Regions from separate parts of the Mus musculus genome. Here regions 2, 3, 4, 5, 6 and 7 are each linked to region 1. Evidence: chromatin contacts called from public Hi-C, HiChIP or PLAC-seq, capture Hi-C and promoter capture Hi-C data. All regions are on one chromosome and are shown on one strand. The core of a region is the stretch at or near the end of the contact, and the rest is flanking DNA. Distances in the headings are between cores, read along the strand shown. Region 1 holds the start of Hcls1 (hematopoietic cell specific Lyn substrate 1). Region 2 holds the start of Adprh (ADP-ribosylarginine hydrolase). Region 3 holds the start of Timmdc1 (translocase of inner mitochondrial membrane domain containing 1). Region 4 holds the start of Parp14 (poly (ADP-ribose) polymerase family, member 14). Region 5 holds the start of Pdia5 (protein disulfide isomerase associated 5). Region 6 holds the start of Cox17 (cytochrome c oxidase assembly protein 17, copper chaperone). Region 7 holds the start of Hspbap1 (Hspb associated protein 1).

Region 1 (2,700 bases), core at 132-2,631:
AAGCTGACCCAGTATCACAGGGTAGAAGAGGATTAATGGGAACCTGTTCTCTTTGGCTTCAACGCTCACTGTATGTCAGCACTGTTCTGCTCAGGGATGAACATGGGGTGTTTGTGAGGGGGAAGTGGGTTTCCTTGGTGTCATCGCTGAAGTTCTATGGTTCTGTGCATTGCTGTGTGGTGAGGTACAATGTCTAGCCCTAATTTAAGGCTACCCCTTTCTACATATTCCTCAACTATAAATAGCCTTATTAGAACAAATAAAGTGCTCCAAGTCTAGAATCAATCCCCTGGGAAGTGACTTTAGATGCTTTCTGTTGGTACAGAATGTTCCCTTCTGTCTAGTTTCACCAACCTGGGACCCTTGTGGGTTCATTCTCTGTAAGCCAGGCAAGTCAGAGTCCACAGATGACTGGGATAAGGAGAGCCAGGCTCAGATGCAAAAGCAAGTTCTTAGTAGGATTATTTTTCAACCAGAGATCCTTGGAACTTTATTTTCATTATCTTTATTGCCTGTCAGTGCTCCAGGCTGCCAGAGGAGCCATGCTTGGGACGGGGGTGGGTGAGGAATGGAGGGTGGAAGCAGGGAGGTGGTTATTTGAAAGGCAGCCAGTAAAAGCATAGCAAAGTTCTCAGTGGCCTTCACATCAGAAAGGGTCTATTTCATTGGCTCAACAAGTCACCTGAGCATGTCTTGACTTGAAGCTAGAAGGGGAGGGCTGCAGATGTTGACAGTGTAGAGTATGTCAGAGTTCAATTCACCAGCTTAGAGAAGGCCAGTAGTCAGAACTCTGTAAGTGAGCTCAGACTCCACACAGCCTCCCATCAAGCTAGGGAGTTTTCTCCCTCCACGTTCTGCCTTCTCCCTTCCTCGTGAGTTATGTGTGAGTCTCAGGTACTGCAGAAAGCAAGGAGGAGAAATTGTTTTTAAGACTTCCCTTCAAAATTAACATACAGATCATTTTTCCACTAAGCCTTTTTTTTTTTTTTTTGATTGCTGCAGACTACACACACACACATTTTTCCTTCCTCAGACCAGGCTTCTACAACAATGTTGTAGCCCAGGGTACCCCTAAGTGCTGGGATCACAGAAGTTCACTACCACACCTGCCTTGTTCTGAATTCTTTTACTTAGATGCAACTGTCCTTCGTAGGACACAGAGCAGTCCTGCAGCATTCTTATTGTGTCTTAACTGATAAGGGATGTGTCTCCACGGTCATTTTTATAACTTTCCCGTGACCTGAAAAACTTTGCAAAATACTAGACACAGAAACACTTAACCCTTCTAAGTACTCAAAGTATAAGGAACTGACTCAAACTTCAGGAAGTAGCTGTGAGGACAGTGTGGCAGGAAATGACAGAAAACCTGAAAACGGAACTGGAGCAGCTGCTCTGTTACTTACCCTGAAGTGGCAGCCGCTGGAGGGGGCGCCTGGTGTAGATGTGAAAAGCCGTAACCAGGAACCAGTAAAGGTGGGTGCTCTGAGCTGGGGGTTTTGTGAGGGGTTGGGAGCACAGGGAAGTATGGAAAAGAAGTCTACATAGCACTTAGTCCTTGTTAAGGGAGGTCTTTACTAATAGATGCTGAACTCTTGATGGCCCTAAGGACTGTGTGCAGTGGTTGACAATGAACATCTGAGGATGGGAACAAGGAAATGGCCTGCACTCGGGGAGCATGATTGAGCACATATCTAGGACCCTGGGCCCTAGTATGCCCTTGATGATCTACACAGCCCATTCTAAAGGGTGGCTGCCCCAGTGTGCTAACCTGAAGGCGACCCACGGAAGATGAGGACAAAGTGTGCCTTTGTATGGCCTCACAGGGACACAAATGCCCATGGGAAATGTAAGGGGACAGGATTTAACCACCAATGAACACTGGTGCTGAGCCAAGTGCTTTTAGGAGTCAAATGCAAACATGACTTCAGCTGGTGTAACTTTGTATGTCTGTGGGGATCCCAGAGTGTTACAGAGGGAGCTTTGGATCTACTGTGTTAACCCCTTAATTATTTAACATTGGGAAACAATATCACAACAATCAGTGACTTGCCCAAGGAAGTTAATATTGATGGATGGCTTAGTCTAGTCTCTGACTAAGTAGTATAGACTCTGTGTCATGTGACAGACAGGGGTCTCACAGGGGCTGTCATATTACTGCAGTGTCCATGGATCTCTCACCTATGGATGCCATAAGTCAGTCCTGTCATCAGGTATTGGATATGCCCAGCATTCATTGCCTGTCTCCAGCCTCCTACTTTAAGTTAGCAGCTTTCCTGATTAGTAATCGACAGTACAAGAATAGTAAGTTATTTTGCTCTTAAACATGAGCATGAGGGGCTGATGGGAGAGATGAACTGAGACCTGGAGAATCAGGCAAGATGAGACCATCGGACCTCACTGCTTCCTCATTGCTCATAAATGTATTTGACTTCTCCTTTCCAGTTTCCTTCTGTGGTAGAGTAGCCTGAGAGCCAGGACATGTCAAAGTGAGGCCTTAAGCTGTGGGTCATAGGTTCTCTTTATGTGTCTTACCCCCTGTTAGTAGCTAATACCAACTGGGGGAGGCACAGATGTTCTTAATAGCTCACAGTGACTCTGGCCACGGTAACTCACCACTCCTTCCCACATCTTTATTTAACCTATCTTCCTCAGATGTCTTCGGGGCTAATCTTCTAGAGGTTATTATAAAATGTGGGCAAT
Region 2 (2,700 bases), core at 121-2,620, 1.5 Mb after region 1:
ATTGAACCTGAGCCCCTCTGGAAGAACAGCCAGTGCTCTCAAACTGCTGAGCCATGTCTCCAGCCCCTTGTCTGTCTTCTATATGGTAAAAGTTCTATAGTGCCGGGCTGCAAATGCTATTCCCACCACAAATGAAATCCTTGCTAAAGCCCTGGCTTCCCGGTGTACACATTTTCTACTCTACTCAGGCCAGGGCTCCATGACACCCATTCCGTGTGGTGATTCAGTGTTCCACTGTCTGCCCCCTCCACGCACCCAGCCTCCCCATGAACAGGGGCAAACACTCTTAGGGGCAAAAAGACCTAGCTCACCCCTGCCCTCAGCCCAAGCTCTTCCCATCCACCTGTCTTTCTTCCTCTAACCGCCATTTTAGGTTTAGTTCAAGCCCAGGTACCTCCACCATCCATCTAGTCACACTGCTCAGGTCTAGGGCACAGGCCAGCAGAGACCTGGAGAAGCAGTTAAGGGTAAAGATCTGGCTTTTCCATGCTTGATCCTGATTACATGTGTGTGTGTGTGTGTGTGTGTGTGTGTGTGTGTGTTGTGTGTGTGTGGTGTTGTGTGTGTGTGTTTTATGTATAAATAACGGCTAGGAACTAGAGTTCTGTAGTCTCTTGTGTTAGCTCTGTGACCACTAACAATCCTCTCACGCTGGAGTTTCCCATCTGTTTCCCATCTGTGGGGGAGGAAGGCCTCGTTCTCCGAGGTCCTGTTTTGGCCCAGGTTTTCGAAGCCCTAGCTTTGTTAACCTCTGAGAACTAAGGACTAACGCCCCCACCTTCTCCTCCCAATGCTCCAGGTTCCCTTTTTGAGCTCTCCATGGAAGAGTGTGGGAACCTACGGAGGAAGTAGCCAGTATCTTTTCTCTTTGAAATTCCTTTTCACCTTGGCACATGCATCCATCCTGGCCCAGACCCACCCTTCAGAAGTCATTATTCCTTAACCCACTCTAAACGGGCACAGGTGACAAAGCCATCAAACTATACAATCAAAGCCGAAGTACACTTCGGGATTTCCCATTGGTTTCCTGGCCTGGGTAGAAAGAGGAATAGGGAGAGGGGATGAGGGGAGGGGAGGCCGCGATGCACTCAGGAAAGTCTTGGTGGCCACTTTGAGGACACTGGCCTAGCACCAGTCTGGAGGTGAGAGCGGGACCGAGCGGGTACTAAGGTCAGTAAGAGGAGAGTGGCTCGGGGACTCCTGGCTGTACCTGCTGAGGCGGAGCTGAGAGCGTGGGGCGGGATCGGGGTGGTCCAGAGCCGAGGGCAGGATTGCCCGAGCTGGAGGCGGGGTACCGGGCGCAGGAGTCCTGCTGTGGGCACCCAAGCCAAAAGCCGAACAGGGGCGGAGCCGCGGGCCGGGCGGGTCGCTGGCGCACAGCGGCTTCCGGCGGAGCTGCGTCCTCCCGCGTCCTCCGCACTGGACGGAAGGAGGAAGGGGCGGTGCTGGGGGCGCCCAAGCCTTGCGCATCAGCTCGGGAACCGCTCCGCGCTGCGTGTGGGCCGAGTGGAGTGGTGTCCGGCCAGCCTCGTGCTCGCCCTGCCAGGGTTCTGCCCTGCCAGGGTTCTGCCCCGCGGACCGTTGGACTCCCAGAGCCTGGTACCCACCGCCCAGAGCGGCTTGGGCTCACCGATTCTAACCCTAGTCCGTTCAGCCGTGGTTCTGCGTGCTCTCCACAGAAGGGTTTCAAACGGGAGCTTAGAGGGGAACTCTTAAGGTTCTTTCCCCTAAATTATGACTCTGGATTTGTTAAAACCCTAAGGTGGCAATGGCGGCGTTGAGCCCAGATGTCAGGTTCCGAGAATAAACGTGTGCCAGTGAACACTCCCCCGTACCCTCGACCCAGCTCGGTACAGCCTCGTCTCCGGAAAGGCACAAATCGGGCCTTGTGCTTAAATGGAGTATCTGCTTCTATACAGTGACCCTGACGCACATCAAAGATCCTGCTTTGACTCCTTAGACTTAAGATCAGAACATGTCTGCTCAAAAATTTCAGACCTACTCCCAAGAACTCACATCCCCTCTTCTATGTCTTCAAAACAGAAAAAAAGGAAAGACTTATCTGGGAAGGAAACTTGAACTGAACATTTAACATCTATTAATTTTGGCGTTGGTGACTCTATTCTTGTGTAAATAAATCTATTAATCACAATAATAAAGGAGGTGTTCACGTGGAGTTTAGGGACTTTTATTAAGCAAAAATAAATTGATAAGTCATAGGAAAGTTAATATATTTAATAAATGTGTGTGTGTTGCTTGGAAGGGTAAGCATCAAATTGCAAATAATTAGAAGAGGAACAAGAAGCTTTCCGAGTAAAGAGAGGAATGAAGGAAAATTAAATTTTGATTTATTTTTTGAGACTAGGCTGGTCTCAAACTCGTGATCCTCCTGCCTCTACCTTTAGAATGCTAGAATTTCAGTCTTACAACACCACACCTAGTTTATATCTTTTAGAATATTTTTTCTATATTATATCTAAAGATATTTTAGAGAAAAATAGAAACTAGATGTTACCCCTGATACATATATCAGTCTTTATGGTATGCATATGATTTTAAAACAATGGGGTCATTTTTTAAATAGAATTTTATATCCTTTCTTAAAAACTGGCTTTATCAACTACTAATGTGACTCCAAATGTCCACAAACATTAACACTTCCACAATAAGCCAACTTCTAGTTTGATACAATAAAAAGGG
Region 3 (2,700 bases), core at 185-2,684, 1.6 Mb after region 1:
ATGCTGAAACTAATAGAATTATTAAATACAAGTCTGCCAGCTCCCTTGTCCAAATTTATTTATAATCACTTGATAACAGTGTAGTATGGTAAACTACTTCATGAAAAGAGATACTTTCACCATTGATTAATAAATGAATAACGTTAAATAAATATCAGGTGAAAGTAATGCAGGATTAATCATTTACTCCTCACATAGTTTATTTTAGTATCTTCTGCAAAGGGAGATGGAGCTGGGCGTGTAACATCTGTGGCAGATGACCAACCCCCATCAGGGAAAAAAAAAAAAAAAAAAAAGAGAGGCTCGGCCCAGAATCCCAGAAGACCCGGCTGTAATCCCAAAATCTGGGAGGTTGAGAATGGATTGTAGCTTTGAGTTTCAGGCCAGCTTGGTCTACAAGCACAGCAAAACTCTTGTCTCAAAAAGGAGAGTTGGGGGACTAGAGGGATGGCTTGGCAGCTAAGATCGTGTACTAGTTTTACAAAGGATCCGGGTTCAGTTCTTAGAACCCCTGTAACTGTGACTCCAGGTAACTCCAGATCCAGGAGAATCTGACACCTCTGGCTGAGGGCATGTGCACTCTACTGCCCATACCCAAATACCGACCCCCACATACAAGTAGTTCTTAACAATGGAGGTGGGAACAAGGGGGCAGAGCTGCTGGAAGGTGCGGAGAGGAGGAGGAGGAGAACAGTTGTCACTGTTTTTTTTTTTTTTCTTGTGCAAAATAATAATGATAAATTAACAATTCTCTCTGTCCTTCCAGCTTCTGGAGTATATAAAGCCATTACTGACAAAGAAAAATCAAACGAAATACGAAAAAACAATATTAGTGTAGACTTCACAATATAGTTCCCAGTGATACTACATGACAATAATCGAATGAATCCAATTTTTCTAATATGTAAAGTTAGGGTACTGGTTTCACGAGAACGATACTGTCTTAAGAGTGTGACTCTGAGTGAATCCGACTCAGAAGGCTGCATGTCAACCAGGTCGGACACTATCCGGGCAGAGAGAACTTTCAGCGTCGCAGGGACCGCGCGCTGGAGCTCGCCCGGGCTGCGGCCGTCCCCCGAGCATCCCTCCCCACACACCCGAGACATTTTTACTCTTTGGCAAACAGCTGCCGGAGGCGGTCCCATCCGGATTCCAGGGAACCGGGGTCTGAGACACCTGAACGCTGCTCCCGATCCTCCACAAAGCCTGGGGAATCCGCAGCCACCGCACCGGCAGCAAAGACTCGGGGGAAAGGACCCCAGGCTCCGCAAAGGCGGCTGCGGGGAGCGGGCGGCGGCGCGCCCATGGCGCCCTCCTACCCGCAGAGAGACAGACACCCCAGGGTCGGCGGGCACCGTGGGAGAGGGTGACCTGTACAGCCCACTAGCGGCACGTTGGGGGACACTGAACCTCACATCCGGTCCCCAGCCGGCTCACTTCCGGAAGCTCTCGGAAAGGAGACCGGAAGCCCCGCCCCTAGTCGCGCAAAGGCGGGGTGAGGGCGGGGCTCGGGACGTAGAAACTGGAACTGAGAGCTCTTTCGGTAGCGCAGGGTTAGGGATCAGTCGAGCCCCGGAAGTGAGTTGGCGGCCGTTTCGTTTCATCTCAGTGATGTCCTTTGGCGTTTGCGCCCCGTAACTCTGGTCTTCTGGACCTGCTCAGCTTGAAGTGCTCAGGGGCTTAAGTGAGATGGCTCATGTAAGATGCAGAAGGCCACGCAGAAGGGGACAGTACTTTAATCACTGCAAGCGCAGTGGGGAAAGAGGTAGGCGATGCGCTTCTAGGCCACGCCCTGGCGGGCCGGAGGAGCTTCCTGGGCGGAGCAGAGTCTAACCTTAGGGCGCACCCGAAAAGGTCCAAGATTTAAAAACTATTTTTGAAATATCAGCTGTGGGCATTTTTTTCCCCATAACGTGGGCTCCACTACAAGTATCCGTATGCTTACTGCTCCGAGAAGGCAAAAGATCTAGAATTATCATTTAATAACTGAAACTATTATTTCCTGTTTCTTTCAACACAAGACAAAACCAAAAAACTTGTTTACCAAGGTAAAAATATTCCCAATCATTTTGTGTAATTTAGTTATTGGTCGTTACCACAAATCTCATAGTCTTTGCAAACCCTTTCACCTACTATTTTTCTTTTCTAGTTAAAGTACCACAATGAATATACAGCTTGGTGGTGCTCTACAGTCACTTCCACGGAGTACCTAAATAAGTGATTGATTACAAACTTTCATGAGGATATAGTAATAGGATTTGGGAGTTGACTGTGGGACATCTCTACAGATGAGGTTCAGGAAAGTGCCGTGAATGAAGCCCCCATTAGCATTTACTGCAGTGGTATAATTGCCTATTTGCTGATCTCTATCAAGAGGACTGAAGCTGTGCTTTCATCTCTGGATTTGGACTTAGGAATCACCAATCAGTCTATACCATGAAGTAGATGTTAAGTAATTATCTTCTTTGGAGGGAAGGAGGGTCCAAGATAGGGTTTCTCTTGTGTAGCCCTGGCTGTCACATAATTAGCTCTGAAGACCAGGCAGGCCTCCATCTCAGTGATCCACTTGCCTGAAGTAATTAAATGTTGAGTGAATTATTCAGACCCCAATTCCTAGCTCTAGCTTGATGCCTGCTTGGTCTATTTTTCAGAGGTGGTCACTGGGATTAGGGTCCCAGGGCCTGAAAGCCCAACAAAATG
Region 4 (2,700 bases), core at 25-2,524, 1.1 Mb before region 1:
ACTGTGTTAAAGGTCTGCAGCATTAGGAAGGTTGAGAATCACTGATCTAGGAAAAGTGAAAAATGAGATTCTCACTTTACTAGCTAGCTGCCCATTGAGGGCTCCCTTGTGAAATCAAACCTGTGTTTTCCGGAAGGGATCAGAGCTAAGCAGGTCTCTTGTGCCCTCCTACCCAGGCTTCCTGAAACCCTGTGTTACACCTTTCTCTTGTTTTCATTTTTTTTTTTTTTTTTCCTTCTTGGGTCTTTGCTGGGCTGTTACCTTGCCCACTGCCCGGTCTCCTCAGCCTCCTTTCCTCTCCTCTGGCCCAAATGTTCCCTCCATCCTGCACTCTGAGGATGACCCTGGTCTGCAAAATCTCTGATATTAACACATGGTGGCTTTCCAGAAGTCACAGATCTGGGACTTCCATTCACCCACCTGAGCGAGAAATGAAGGCTGGGCCTCCTTTGCAGAAGGCCAATAGAGGTGGGGAACATTCAACTGCTTAACTGTTCAGGAACCTTCCAGAGATGAGGGAACACCCCCAGTCCCTATCCCAACCTGGGTTCCAAGCTTACAGCCACCTCAGATCATCTTGGGGCTGAAGGACGAGGTAGGAACAAGACACCACCACCCATTACCCACCCCTGCCCTGTCCCTCCCTCCTCCACTGAGGCACAAGAGCTCTAGGGCTTTTCACTTCTCAAGCTCATCTCCCTAAGAACCCTGCGGTGCTAGCGGACCCTGGACTCCTCCCGTTTCTTAATTCTTTTCCTGCCCCACCTGAATAATAAAAACAGGACAGTTAAAACAACAAACAAGGGCTGGAGAGATGGCTCAGCCGTGAAAGGCTAGGCTCACAACCAAACAACAAACAAACGAACACGGGAAGGTCCACAGATTGCTTCAGGGAGCGACTGGGAAAGCAAGGGGAACGCCACTCCCGGTTGCGCTCGCCACGCAGATTCTGCCTCCAGGATCTCCCGCACCGAACGAGCTGCAGCCGAGGGCTAGACCTGGCACCCATGGTCCCAAACCCCGCGCGAGGCGACCCTCCCCGACCTTCGCGCCCCTCACCATCCTCCGGGGAGAAGAGCACCCGGAAGCGTGCTGGGTTCCCCGGCTCCGGGACGACCTCGCACTCCCCTCCTCCGGATTTCTTCCGGCTCTGGAAGTACACTTGCAACTTGTTGATCAAGTTCTTTGGGGGGTCGGGGCCCCAAGAGCCCTCGACCAGCAGCGGGAAGGAACCCGACGCTGCCATCCTGACTGAACTAGGAAGCGGCGACTGCTGGGTCGTCCAAAACTGCTCAGAGTTTTAACATTGAGATAACTTCTTTCGCTTTCATTTCCTGGAAATCCCTCCCCGTCCTTAGTTTCTATCTTCACCTCGCTATCCCAGGATTGGAATAGTGCAACAACAACAACAACAACAACAACAACAACAACAACACACACACACACACACACACACACAGAGCTACCACCCACCCACCCCCAGGCACTTTGTTCTCCTGCTCTCAACAGAAGCCAGTCAATCCTCCACCCGAGCTCTAGCCTCCAGGCCACCTCCTTAGCAGCTCCAGAGCTGGGCCCCGCCCGCACTCCACCTGAGCTACAGCTGAGCCCTGCTCCATCACTAGGATAGTTTCTGCATACCTGAAAACCCACGCTGTATAAGAGAAGGAAAACGATCCTCTCAGGATGCTCCCTGCTCACTTGGGGGACCACCCGAGGGCATCTGACCTGACTTTCCTGCTTCAGAATTCTGTTTTCTCATCTGTGCATACTTTGTGTTTACAAACTCCCAGTATTGAGGAACGCGTGCTGGCGTCCATGCTTTCTGGGTGTTCAACGGAGGGACACAGGTATGGGGACACAGGAGACGGTCGACAACTCTAGGGAGAAATACACAGGTGTTGGAGCAGAAGAGCATGGGCTCCCAGCCCAATTATGGAAAGATCAGGTAGCACTTCTGGGCAAGGGACGTGCTACCCGAGAGCCTAAGAACTACTAAGAAATGACCTTAGATGGTGGGTCTCTGGGGCTTTGTGGTTCACTTACACAAAATAACTTAGGCTGCTGCATGGTGGCTGAGTTCGACAGGAGTGAGAGAAAGCCAGGCTGACCTGGGTGCTCAGGAGAGGGCTCTGGTCCCGCTACTGGTCTAGGGCTCTTGGGGCTCCGACACCCGCCTCCCCCATTCCCCCTCCTAGGAAGAACGTGATGGCCTCTAAGCTGCCTTTGGAGACAAGATTGGCCGAAAGATATGAACAGTTCATCCAGGAGTGGTCCAAGCAACAGGAGTGAGGTGCGCCTACTGTGACCGGGATAAGAAGAGACTGGGAATCTGTATATCCTTAACGCGTGATGAGCGAATATTTGGGATACGCATTAAAGCAGGCTTTGCCGGTCCAGGGCTAGAGTATGGTGACCCCCTCGGGGCCCCTGGTAACACTATCTGATGGAGAACAGGGACGATGGGGAGTCTGAAGAGGACCGAGGTCTGAAAAAAAGGAAGGAAGCCGAGGCAGCACTCAGAGCTTCCCCCCTCCCCCCCCCCTTTTTTTTTTTTTTTTCTAGACAGGGTTTCTCTGTATAGCCCTGGCTGTCCTGGAACTCACTTTGTAGACCAGGCTGGCCTCGAACTGCCTCTGCCTCCCAGTGGTGCTGGGATTAAAGGCATGTGCCACCACCGCCTGGCAATTTTTTTTTTCC
Region 5 (2,700 bases), core at 176-2,675, 1.4 Mb before region 1:
TGTAGTTTGCTCCCCACCCAAAATTCAACCCGGTGGCAAACAATGTGGTTGATAAATGTTTACAGAGTAAAAGGTCAGTCCCCTGGGCTCTTGTTTTTACTGAAGGGAGGGAAAAAGGAAGAAAGCAAAACCCTCCTCCCTCAGAGTTCAAGGACTGACATCCTGATGGGAGTCAGCCCAACTGGCTCCAGGAAACTTATGTCAAACATCATGGCACACCACCAGCACCCCAAAGCTTCGCGGTAACCTACTAGATCTCTCCTAGACGGAGGATGCAGAACTGGGAACAGGGAGCTTCCTTTGACACCTTCTTCCACATAACAGAAAACTCGATGTCACTCCTTTAACTGGTGATCCCAAAGGACAGGGCACTGCGGAGTTCAAGCGTTTAGATCTAATCACCCCTCCCTTTCCACCACACCCCCCCCCATCTGCCCAGCATCCTTGCCACACCCAAAGGGAAAACAGTGGAGTGGTAGGGGCAAGTAAGTCTTCCGAACTTGGTGATAGTGGCGGTGGCCATAAGGAGATGGACCCAACACAAGGGAGACAAGAAGTTACGAGAGAGATGTGGAAGAAGGCAACTACATCCTGTCACACACCCACAACCACACCTCAGCCCCAGGGGCAAACCCGTCCCCAGTCCCCACTTCTTCTCGGGGGATGCTTGTTCGGGAAAGTCCTCCCATCCCCACATAGTCTGCACCACGGTTCACCCCTCCTCCACTTCTGTATCACTCCGGTATCATTTTGCAGTCTCCGGAGCTGGTTCCACCGACTCCTCAGCCGACCCGTCTGACAACCTCCTTAGCGGGTATCTTTACGGTTTCCCATCTCATAGAAGGAACGCAGACACGTTTACAGATCCAGGGCGCCACACACACAGCTCGAAAGTGGCCGGGGCTGGAGCCGGCATCACCGTGGGAGCAGAACTCTTGGAGGTGGTGACCCCACCCAACCCGTCACGCGCCCTTTCTCCGGGGGTCCAACCCACGAGCAAGTGTTCCTGCTGCGCAAGTGGAAGGCAGCCTCCACCCCACACTCACACAGGTGCAAGCACCGCCCGGGGAGTCCTGCTTAGGCTAAGGACATCCCAGACCTGCGTCCCCGCAAAGTTGTGCGGGAGCGCGAACCCGGAGAGAGGGATCACCCGGCCCGGCCCCAGTGGAGAGCAGAGGACCAAAGACCCTATTGCCACCCGGCGAGCACGCCCCCAACCAACCCGGACCGCGCGCTCCCACGGCCATGCGGGACGCACGTGTCGCCGGCCCACAGCCTCACCCCAATCGCCAGTAGCAGCCCCCACGCCCGCGCCATCCCCGCCGCCTCCTGCCGTCTGCACCCGGCTCCCGCGCACGCCTGCCAGCTCCACCTCGGCCAACAGCTACGGCCACTTCACAGCCGCTCCCCGCCTCCGAGTTCCCGGTGCCACGTCTGCCAAAGCATGCGCACCAGGCTAGGAGAGGCGGCCCGGGAAGGAGCCTGCCGGGAGTTGTAGTTCACGAGAAGCTCGGGATGCCTCTGCCTCGGACTTTGCCTGAGGACGCAGAGTAGCAGCTGTGAGGATGGGGGGCAGGGAGGCTGGGGAGTAGGGACAGTTGTTCACTAAGGAGCCTTGCTCTGTGCCCGCAGAATCAGAACCAACAACTCACTCTGCCCCCAGAAGTTAGTTTCCCCACCCCGAGGATTAGCAGGCAACCCAGAGAATTCCAGTCATTTGACTGTAGGTACTAATTGTAAAGTCTATGATGGCCTGTGGAGGATGGAAAATGCCATCTGCTCCCGAGGCTTTTTTTTTCCCCTTGACAAAACATTATTGAGGTGTCGGGAAAACAATTTAGAGAGCCCAAAAAATATTAAGTATAGATCACCACACTATCCCCTTACTCCTTAACCATATACTCAAAAGAATCGAAAAGTGTGTTCAAGTAGTACTAGCACACCAATGTTCCTAGCAGCGCTGTTTATGATAGTCAAAGAAGAAAGAAAGGAAGAAAGAAAGAAAGAAAGAAAGAAAGAAAGAAAGAGTGAGTCTAAATATCCTCAAAAGACAAATACAGAAAATGTGATATACACCGGTACAACGGAATACTATTCATCCAATAAAAAGAAATTCACACAACCATGTTAACAAATATCAAAAATATATGATGCTGATTCTTAAAAAGCCAAATGCAAAATGTTGTATATTGTATGATTGCATTTATATAAAATATACAAAAATTGGAAAAAATGGTTTTGGTTTTGTTTTTTTTTTTTTGGTTTGTTTGTTTGCATTTTGTGTAAACAGATTACTCTGACCTGGGGAATGGAGGAAAGGAATTTCAGTTCAGAAATCCATTGATGAGGATGAAAATCTTTCAGAGCTAGATAAAAGGGGAAGCAGCACAGCATTATGAATGTATTAAATGCCACCAAACTGTATCATTTAAATAGTTAATTGATGTTAAATGAATGCTAATTACCTGAACAAAAAATGTAAAATGGGAGCTGGACAATGGGTACATTATTTAGGAGCACTTGCTGCTGTTGGCTCCCACATAGCAACTAACAACCATCCTGTAACCCCAATTCCAGGGTATCTGATCTCCAAGGGCACAAGATATGATTGTGGTACTCCTACATATGGGTAGGGTGGTGCACGCCTTTAATCCCAGCACTCGGGAGGTAGAGGCAGGCGGATTTCTGAGTTCGAGACCA
Region 6 (2,700 bases), core at 3-2,502, 1.4 Mb after region 1:
CACAATTAATAAAACCAGTTTAGGAGCTGAGGGTATGTAACCCAGTTTGTAGACTATTTGCCTAACATGCAGGAAGTCCTTATATACCAGGAAAGGATGGCACACACTTGTAATTCCAACATTTAATAATCAGTTCAGGGTCATCCACAGATCATTCAAGGCCAGCTTAGGCTAGAGACTTTGTCTATAAATATTTATATTAAAATTAAAACCACTTTTTTGGGTGTGTGTGAAGAAATGGCTCACTGGTTAAGAGTATTGGCTGCTCTTCTGGAGATTCTGAGTTCAATTCCCAGCAATTACATGGTGGCTCATGACTATCTGTGATGAGATCTGATGCCCTCTTCTGGTGTGTCTGAAGACAGCTACAGTGTACTCAGATACATACAATAAATAACTACAAACCACTTTTTTCCTGACCTACAGCTAGTTTAAGGAAGCCACTCAATGCTGTACATCTTAGTGAACTTGAATACAATTAGAATGGTTGATTTGAAGCAATGGAGCTCTACTGAGGGGGTTACACTTTCAGTATCAGTTACCATGTCATTTACTTATCCAAAACACACACACACACACACACACACACACACACACACACACAGAGAGAGAGAGAGAGAGAGAGAGAGAGAGAGAGAGAGAGAAACAGAGACAGAGAGACAGAGACAGCCCATCACAGTTGTTGAAAGTAGAAAAAAATCTTATCTTCTTTCATGACTACTGTGTCATGATATATTATCTGAAAATTTAGCATATATGCCGGAGAGAAATAGGAGGTAGGGGGCCTTTGTATCTGTATCTGCAGAATGTCTACAAAGCAGGAAGGAAGAAAGACCATAAAATATCCCAGGGTGGAACCCGGATCTGCTACTGCTTGTCCAGTACCAAAAGGTCAGCCCTGAAAATACGAATACAGTTAGCATTATACTGGACTGAATGGGTCATATAGGAATATATGTATGCATGTATACATATAAGCATGCAATAACAATTAGGGAGGAAAAGGCCATGAATTTGAAGGATAGTGGGGAATGGGTATGTATATGTAAGGATTTGTAGAAAGGAAAGGGAAAGGGAAAATGATGTAATTAAATTACAATCTCAAAAACAAAACAAAAACAAAAACCATTCTGGGTGACCTTTTAACCTTTGCGCCAGCGCTGACGCCACGCCCTTGGAGCGAGGCCTTGTACCACTTCTTTTGCGCACGCGCTTCTTAGACTTACTTCCGTCCGGAGAGGCGGGACTTCCTGTCCCCCTTCGATTGACTGCGGAAGTGGAGACAGACGGCTCAGGGTAGTCGGAGTTTGGGAGCTTTGCGCGTGTGCGCTCATAGTTGCTTTCGCCTGGAAAGATGCCGGGACTGGCGGCCGCTAGCCCTGCCCCGCCCGAGGCTCAGGAGAAGAAGCCACTGAAGCCCTGCTGTGCCTGCCCGGAAACCAAGAAGGCGCGTGATGCGTGGTCAGTGCGTAGCCCGGGAGGGAAGCCCGGGCTTTAGCAGCTCGGCTCCACTCTGCTCTCTGGGACTCTGGAGATGCAGGGACCCATAGTTCCGCTGTCCTCTCTGCTCCCTGATCCCGCACCCCAGTCTCAGTTAGGGGTCAACGGAGAGGGCAAGAGGTTACATTGATCCCAAGGTTCTCGTCCTTCATTCCTTACTACGATTGCATTTTAGTCTTCTTAGGGATAAGACCCAGATAAATAGAAGTGCGTAAAGATGCTTCTTGATTTAAAGGCATTTAAAATATGTGGAGATTTGTTACCAGCCAATACTATACCACCAGCTGTGATAGATTTACTAAGACCTAGGTGTAAATTTTTCAGGTAATCTTTAGTAATTTTTTTTTTTTTTGGTCGAAACGTGTGAATAGTAGAACACAGGATACATTTCTGAAGGGATACCCTTTCCAAGAAGTTAAAAGTCAACCTGTCTGGAGCTGGAGAGATGGCTAAGTGGATAAAAGCCCTGGTTGACCTTCCAGAGGGCCTAGTTTCGATTCCCAGCACCCACACGACTGTTAACAATCTTGTGTAATTCCAACCCCAGAATAATCTGACACCCCCTTCTAGCTATTGCGGGCACTGCACACACATGGTGTGCAGGCAAAACACCTATACACATAAAAACAAATTGTAAAACTTGTCTACAGGACAGAGGTGATATTAATGTTCATCGACTTTATCATCAAGTCACAAAAGGTTTTGTTTGGTCTCCTCCCTTTTATGTAGCCTGGGTTCTGGGGCAGATACTGAAGTCCTCAGTGTGGCTATGCATCTCCATCTTCTCCCATCAAAGCAGAAAAATACTCGGAGAAACAAATATGGATTCTCATGGTGTGATTTCATTACCGGAGAGACTGAAACAGTTTTAAGTCTAGCCTGAACATCCGAGTGAGACCATGTCTCAAAATAAAAATAGAAAAATACACAAAACAAAGTATTCCTTGGTATTGTAAGGTAATAAGAGTGTAACCAGTTATTATTATCACTACCTATAAATGGAGAATTTAAAGATCGATCTGATACCAAGGTTCTTGAAATACCAAGGTAACCTGCTTAAGGAGACTTTGGTGTGGCTCAAGACTCAGAGCTTAGAAATACAGTCAGGCTTTGAATCTTCTCCCTCCAAGTTGGTGACCTTATGCAAGGTACTTAACAAGTCTGCTTCACACGTGTGTTGAACGAGTCCCGCATTTCTGT
Region 7 (2,700 bases), core at 46-2,545, 1.2 Mb before region 1:
GGCGCCCGTACACCCTCCCGGGGTTCGGGCCCGCCGCAGGCAGCACGGCCGTCGCCTCCCGGCCCCTGCGCGCAGCCCCCGGCGCAGGCCCGAGCCCCGGCCCCAGCAGCGGCTGCCGCTCCTCCTCCTCGCTGCTCCAACCCGAGCCCATGGCGACGCCGCCCGCCGGCCCTGCCCGACGCGTCCCGGTGGCCGCAGACCAGCCGGGAGCTGACTGGGCGGGTGGAGCGGGAGCCGGAGCCGGAGCTGCTCTAGTCCTCGGCCTCCCGGGCGCGTCTGCTGCGCCTGCGCCGCCCGAGCCCGAGGGGAGGAGGCGAGGCGGGGTCCACCCTGCTCGCTGGGAACCCAGGAATGCCCCGGGGAGAAGCCCGGGACCCTACGAGTGGAAAGGGTAGAAGATCGCGGCCGGCTGGGAGACTGGAGCGAAGTAGGCTGAGTCAGTCACTCGCGGGTTGCTTGGAGGAAGTGCCCAAGTTTACATCACGTGCCTAATAAACAACTCGCTGACCTCGGGTCACTTATCCCAATGCTTGGGTCTATATTAGGCTTACTTTTGTTTTTATTGGGTTTCTAACTGCAGAAATTATAGACGGCAGGATACTGAAGTTTAGGAAGGTCTCAGGGTATTGTTTCATGAAGACCATTTGGTTTTGTATGTGTCTTACGCATCCAGTGAGATTATAAACTAGCCAATTTTCCTTCATACATATAAAGAGTTTTTTCTACCCATTTTGTTTGTCATGCAAACGGGTAAATAATATGGATTGTGTTAAAGTTGGAAGACAGTGACCTAGATCTCTCTCTTGGTATGTTAGCCAGACTAAATAAACGGCAAAAGCTGGAGATTGTGCATCTCTTGACCACATAGACATAGACATTCATTTGTTCAAATGCACAAATCCAGAACTCTGACAGCTGCCTGTGTCCTTGAAAACTAGTCATTTGCTGACATATCTGGCTCAGCAAATGAGTCACAGGGAACGCCTTCAAGGGGTTCGTATTCCCAGGCAGTCACGAAAACCAGCTGGAATGGCACTGATGCCAAGGGAACCAACAAGGTGGAAGAGTAGGCACGCCAGCCCCGGGGTCTCCTAAATCGCGAGTCCGACTGAGAGAAAGCCAAGGCGAAGATGGAGGATCCGACTAGAGAAGGAAGAGAAACAGCAGACGCTAAGGGTGGAAGAAAGGAGCCACAGCCCAGCCCACGTGCTCGCCGCCTTTCAGCTTCCAAAGAGCAAAACAAACCGGCGTGGCCACGCCCAGCGCCGTCACGTGACCGCGGCGGCGCCGGTTCCGGCAGAGGCGGAGGATCCTTCCTGTGTGGAAGCCGCAGATCCCGGTGAGCCCTCTCACCTGGCGCTCTCTCCATCCTCGGCGCGATAACCATGGCAGCAGGCTGCGAGGGCATCGCGCCCCCGACCCTGGGCGAGAGAACTGTGGGGGAGGAAGGTAGGTGCGAGCCAGGGACGCCGAAGTGCCTCCGAGCGGTGCGGATGGGCGCGGCTCCATCCCAAGTCTCGCCCGCGGCGTGTTAGGCCTGGGAGAAAGTGACTTTTTAGAGCATGTGGCTTCTTAACGTCGTGCGGATCAGTTTTCTGATCTATCGGGACAAGTACCACTGTGGAGTAAGAAGTTCCTCTGAGGACTCCAGGATCGCTGGCCTCTGAGGGAATTTTGTGGCAATTCTCTTGTCTCTGTTGGGATTCCAGGTGTATGCGACCATAACTTTTTATGGAGGTCTCTGGGGAGTTCGCCAGACTTGTGCACCAGGGGTTTTTACTTGACAGTCCATCTCTCCTGTCCCAAATCATTCTCTCATTTTTTAAAAAACCAATTTATCTTCCTGATAATGTGTCCTGTATCCTATTTTATGCCTCTCTTATCCACCATTCAACAGCAAAAGTGACACGTAAGATTCTTTAATAATTTGTATTGGACTTAGAACCTCCACTAAAATCCAAGCTCCAAAAACCGTGACCTACACAAAAATTTAATTTGGGGTCTGTTGTGTTTTATAAAAATAAGGAGAATATGTTTGGTGGATGTGTAGTCAGGTGTTGGGGAAGGGGGTGCCTCCGCTCCGCGGGCCCATGCTGAGGCATCCCTTCCCCTTGAGGGACCAGCCACACAAAGGTATAGTAGAGAATAGAGTTTCTTCAGGGTATGGGAGCGGAGTTGAGCGAGTAAAGGCAGAGAGAGAAGAGGAGTAGAGGCCGGCCATGAGCACGTGGAGGGGGGAGGGGAATGGAGAAAGGTTAAGGAGCAAGGGCAAGAGAGCAAGAGAAAGAGGAGGGGCAATCAGCCCCTTTTACCATGAGTCAGACACCTGGCTGTTGCCAGGTAACTGTGGGGCGGAGCCTGGAGAAAATGCCCACTGGGTCTGTTGAGGTCTCTAAGCATCTCTTCTGTTTGTACATTCTTAAACATTTTTAATTAGCCATAAAATGTGGGTTTCGTACGTTCTTGACTGGTCGATTCCCTTTCCATCATACTTGTACCCATCTTGCAGGTTCCAAATATCTCTAACCCTTGCATATTCTACTAGATGTTAAGCGCTTTGTGGAAATAACCTGTGGTGGTTTGAATAAAAACGGCCCCATAGGCTCATCTACTTAAATGTTTGGTCCCCAGTTGGTGGAAATCTGGGAAGGATTAGAAAATGGCCTTGCTGGAGGTGTGTCACTAGGGGTAGTAGGCTTT

The links. Hi-C and Micro-C count contacts between places; a contact is called where the count stands out from the background. HiChIP or PLAC-seq counts read pairs in DNA pulled down with a chosen protein or histone mark. Capture Hi-C pulls out chosen DNA fragments and counts their contacts.
Region 2: a Hi-C map of B cells shows a contact between it and region 1, with 8 read pairs. The contact joins the promoter of Adprh here to the promoter of Hcls1 in region 1. A contact is called at or near these places in 2 of 39 promoter capture datasets (hippocampal neurons and liver), 1 of 484 Hi-C or Micro-C datasets (B cells), 2 of 115 datasets of contacts at active chromatin or transcription factors (bone marrow-derived dendritic cells and large pre-B cells) and 1 of 9 other capture datasets (liver).
Region 3: a promoter capture Hi-C map of adipose tissue shows a contact between it and region 1, with 2.2 times the contacts expected there. The contact joins the promoter of Timmdc1 here to the promoter of Hcls1 in region 1. A contact is called at or near these places in 1 of 39 promoter capture datasets (liver), 1 of 115 datasets of contacts at active chromatin or transcription factors (microglia) and 2 of 9 other capture datasets (adipose tissue and liver).
Region 4: a capture Hi-C map of macrophages shows a contact between it and region 1, with 4 times the contacts expected there. The contact joins the promoter of Parp14 here to the promoter of Hcls1 in region 1. A contact is called at or near these places in 4 of 39 promoter capture datasets (the C10 cell line, hippocampal neurons, liver and 1 more), 1 of 484 Hi-C or Micro-C datasets (B cells), 6 of 115 datasets of contacts at active chromatin or transcription factors (bone marrow-derived dendritic cells, large pre-B cells, memory CD8 T cells and 3 more) and 3 of 9 other capture datasets (adipose tissue, liver and macrophages).
Region 5: a contact with region 1 is called in an H3K27ac HiChIP or PLAC-seq map of differentiating embryonic stem cells, with 7 times the contacts expected there. The contact joins the promoter of Pdia5 here to the promoter of Hcls1 in region 1. A contact is called at or near these places in 2 of 39 promoter capture datasets (3T3-L1-derived adipocytes and hippocampal neurons) and 1 of 115 datasets of contacts at active chromatin or transcription factors (differentiating embryonic stem cells).
Region 6: a contact with region 1 is called in a Hi-C map of B cells, with 5 read pairs. The contact joins the promoter of Cox17 here to the promoter of Hcls1 in region 1. A contact is called at or near these places in 1 of 39 promoter capture datasets (liver), 1 of 484 Hi-C or Micro-C datasets (B cells) and 1 of 9 other capture datasets (adipose tissue).
Region 7: a Hi-C map of CD4 T cells shows a contact between it and region 1, with 3 times the contacts expected there. The contact joins the promoter of Hspbap1 here to the promoter of Hcls1 in region 1. A contact is called at or near these places in 3 of 39 promoter capture datasets (the C10 cell line, liver and pre-B cells), 1 of 484 Hi-C or Micro-C datasets (CD4 T cells), 2 of 115 datasets of contacts at active chromatin or transcription factors (T-cell acute lymphoblastic leukemia and thymic regulatory T cells) and 2 of 9 other capture datasets (adipose tissue and liver).

What each region holds. Positions count from the first base shown.
Region 1 is chr16:36,933,602-36,936,301 of GRCm38.p6, forward strand. Hcls1 (hematopoietic cell specific Lyn substrate 1) reads left to right here and starts at 1,382. Exons shown (of 14, transcript NM_008225.2): 1 at 1,382-1,473.
Region 2 is chr16:38,451,319-38,454,018 of GRCm38.p6, forward strand. Adprh (ADP-ribosylarginine hydrolase) reads right to left here and starts at 1,371. Exons shown (of 4, transcript NM_007414.3): 1 at 1,211-1,371.
Region 3 is chr16:38,521,229-38,523,928 of GRCm38.p6, forward strand. It overlaps Timmdc1 (translocase of inner mitochondrial membrane domain containing 1), which reads right to left and starts at 1,435. Exons shown (of 7, transcript NM_024273.2): 1 at 1,113-1,435. The coding sequence starts at 1,306.
Region 4 is chr16:35,870,108-35,872,807 of GRCm38.p6, forward strand. Parp14 (poly (ADP-ribose) polymerase family, member 14) reads right to left here and starts at 1,275. Exons shown (of 17, transcript NM_001039530.3): 1 at 1,060-1,275. The coding sequence starts at 1,246.
Region 5 is chr16:35,489,448-35,492,147 of GRCm38.p6, forward strand. It overlaps Pdia5 (protein disulfide isomerase associated 5), which reads right to left and starts at 1,426. Exons shown (of 17, transcript NM_028295.1): 1 at 1,282-1,426. The coding sequence starts at 1,317.
Region 6 is chr16:38,345,747-38,348,446 of GRCm38.p6, forward strand. It overlaps Cox17 (cytochrome c oxidase assembly protein 17, copper chaperone), which reads left to right and starts at 1,253. Exons shown (of 3, transcript NM_001017429.2): 1 at 1,253-1,461. The coding sequence starts at 1,355.
Region 7 is chr16:35,769,091-35,771,790 of GRCm38.p6, forward strand. Hspbap1 (Hspb associated protein 1) reads left to right here and starts at 1,296. Exons shown (of 8, transcript NM_175111.3): 1 at 1,296-1,449. The coding sequence starts at 1,386. It overlaps Slc49a4 (solute carrier family 49 member 4), which reads right to left and starts at 280. Exons shown (of 9, transcript NM_153550.4): 1 at 1-280. The coding sequence starts at 151.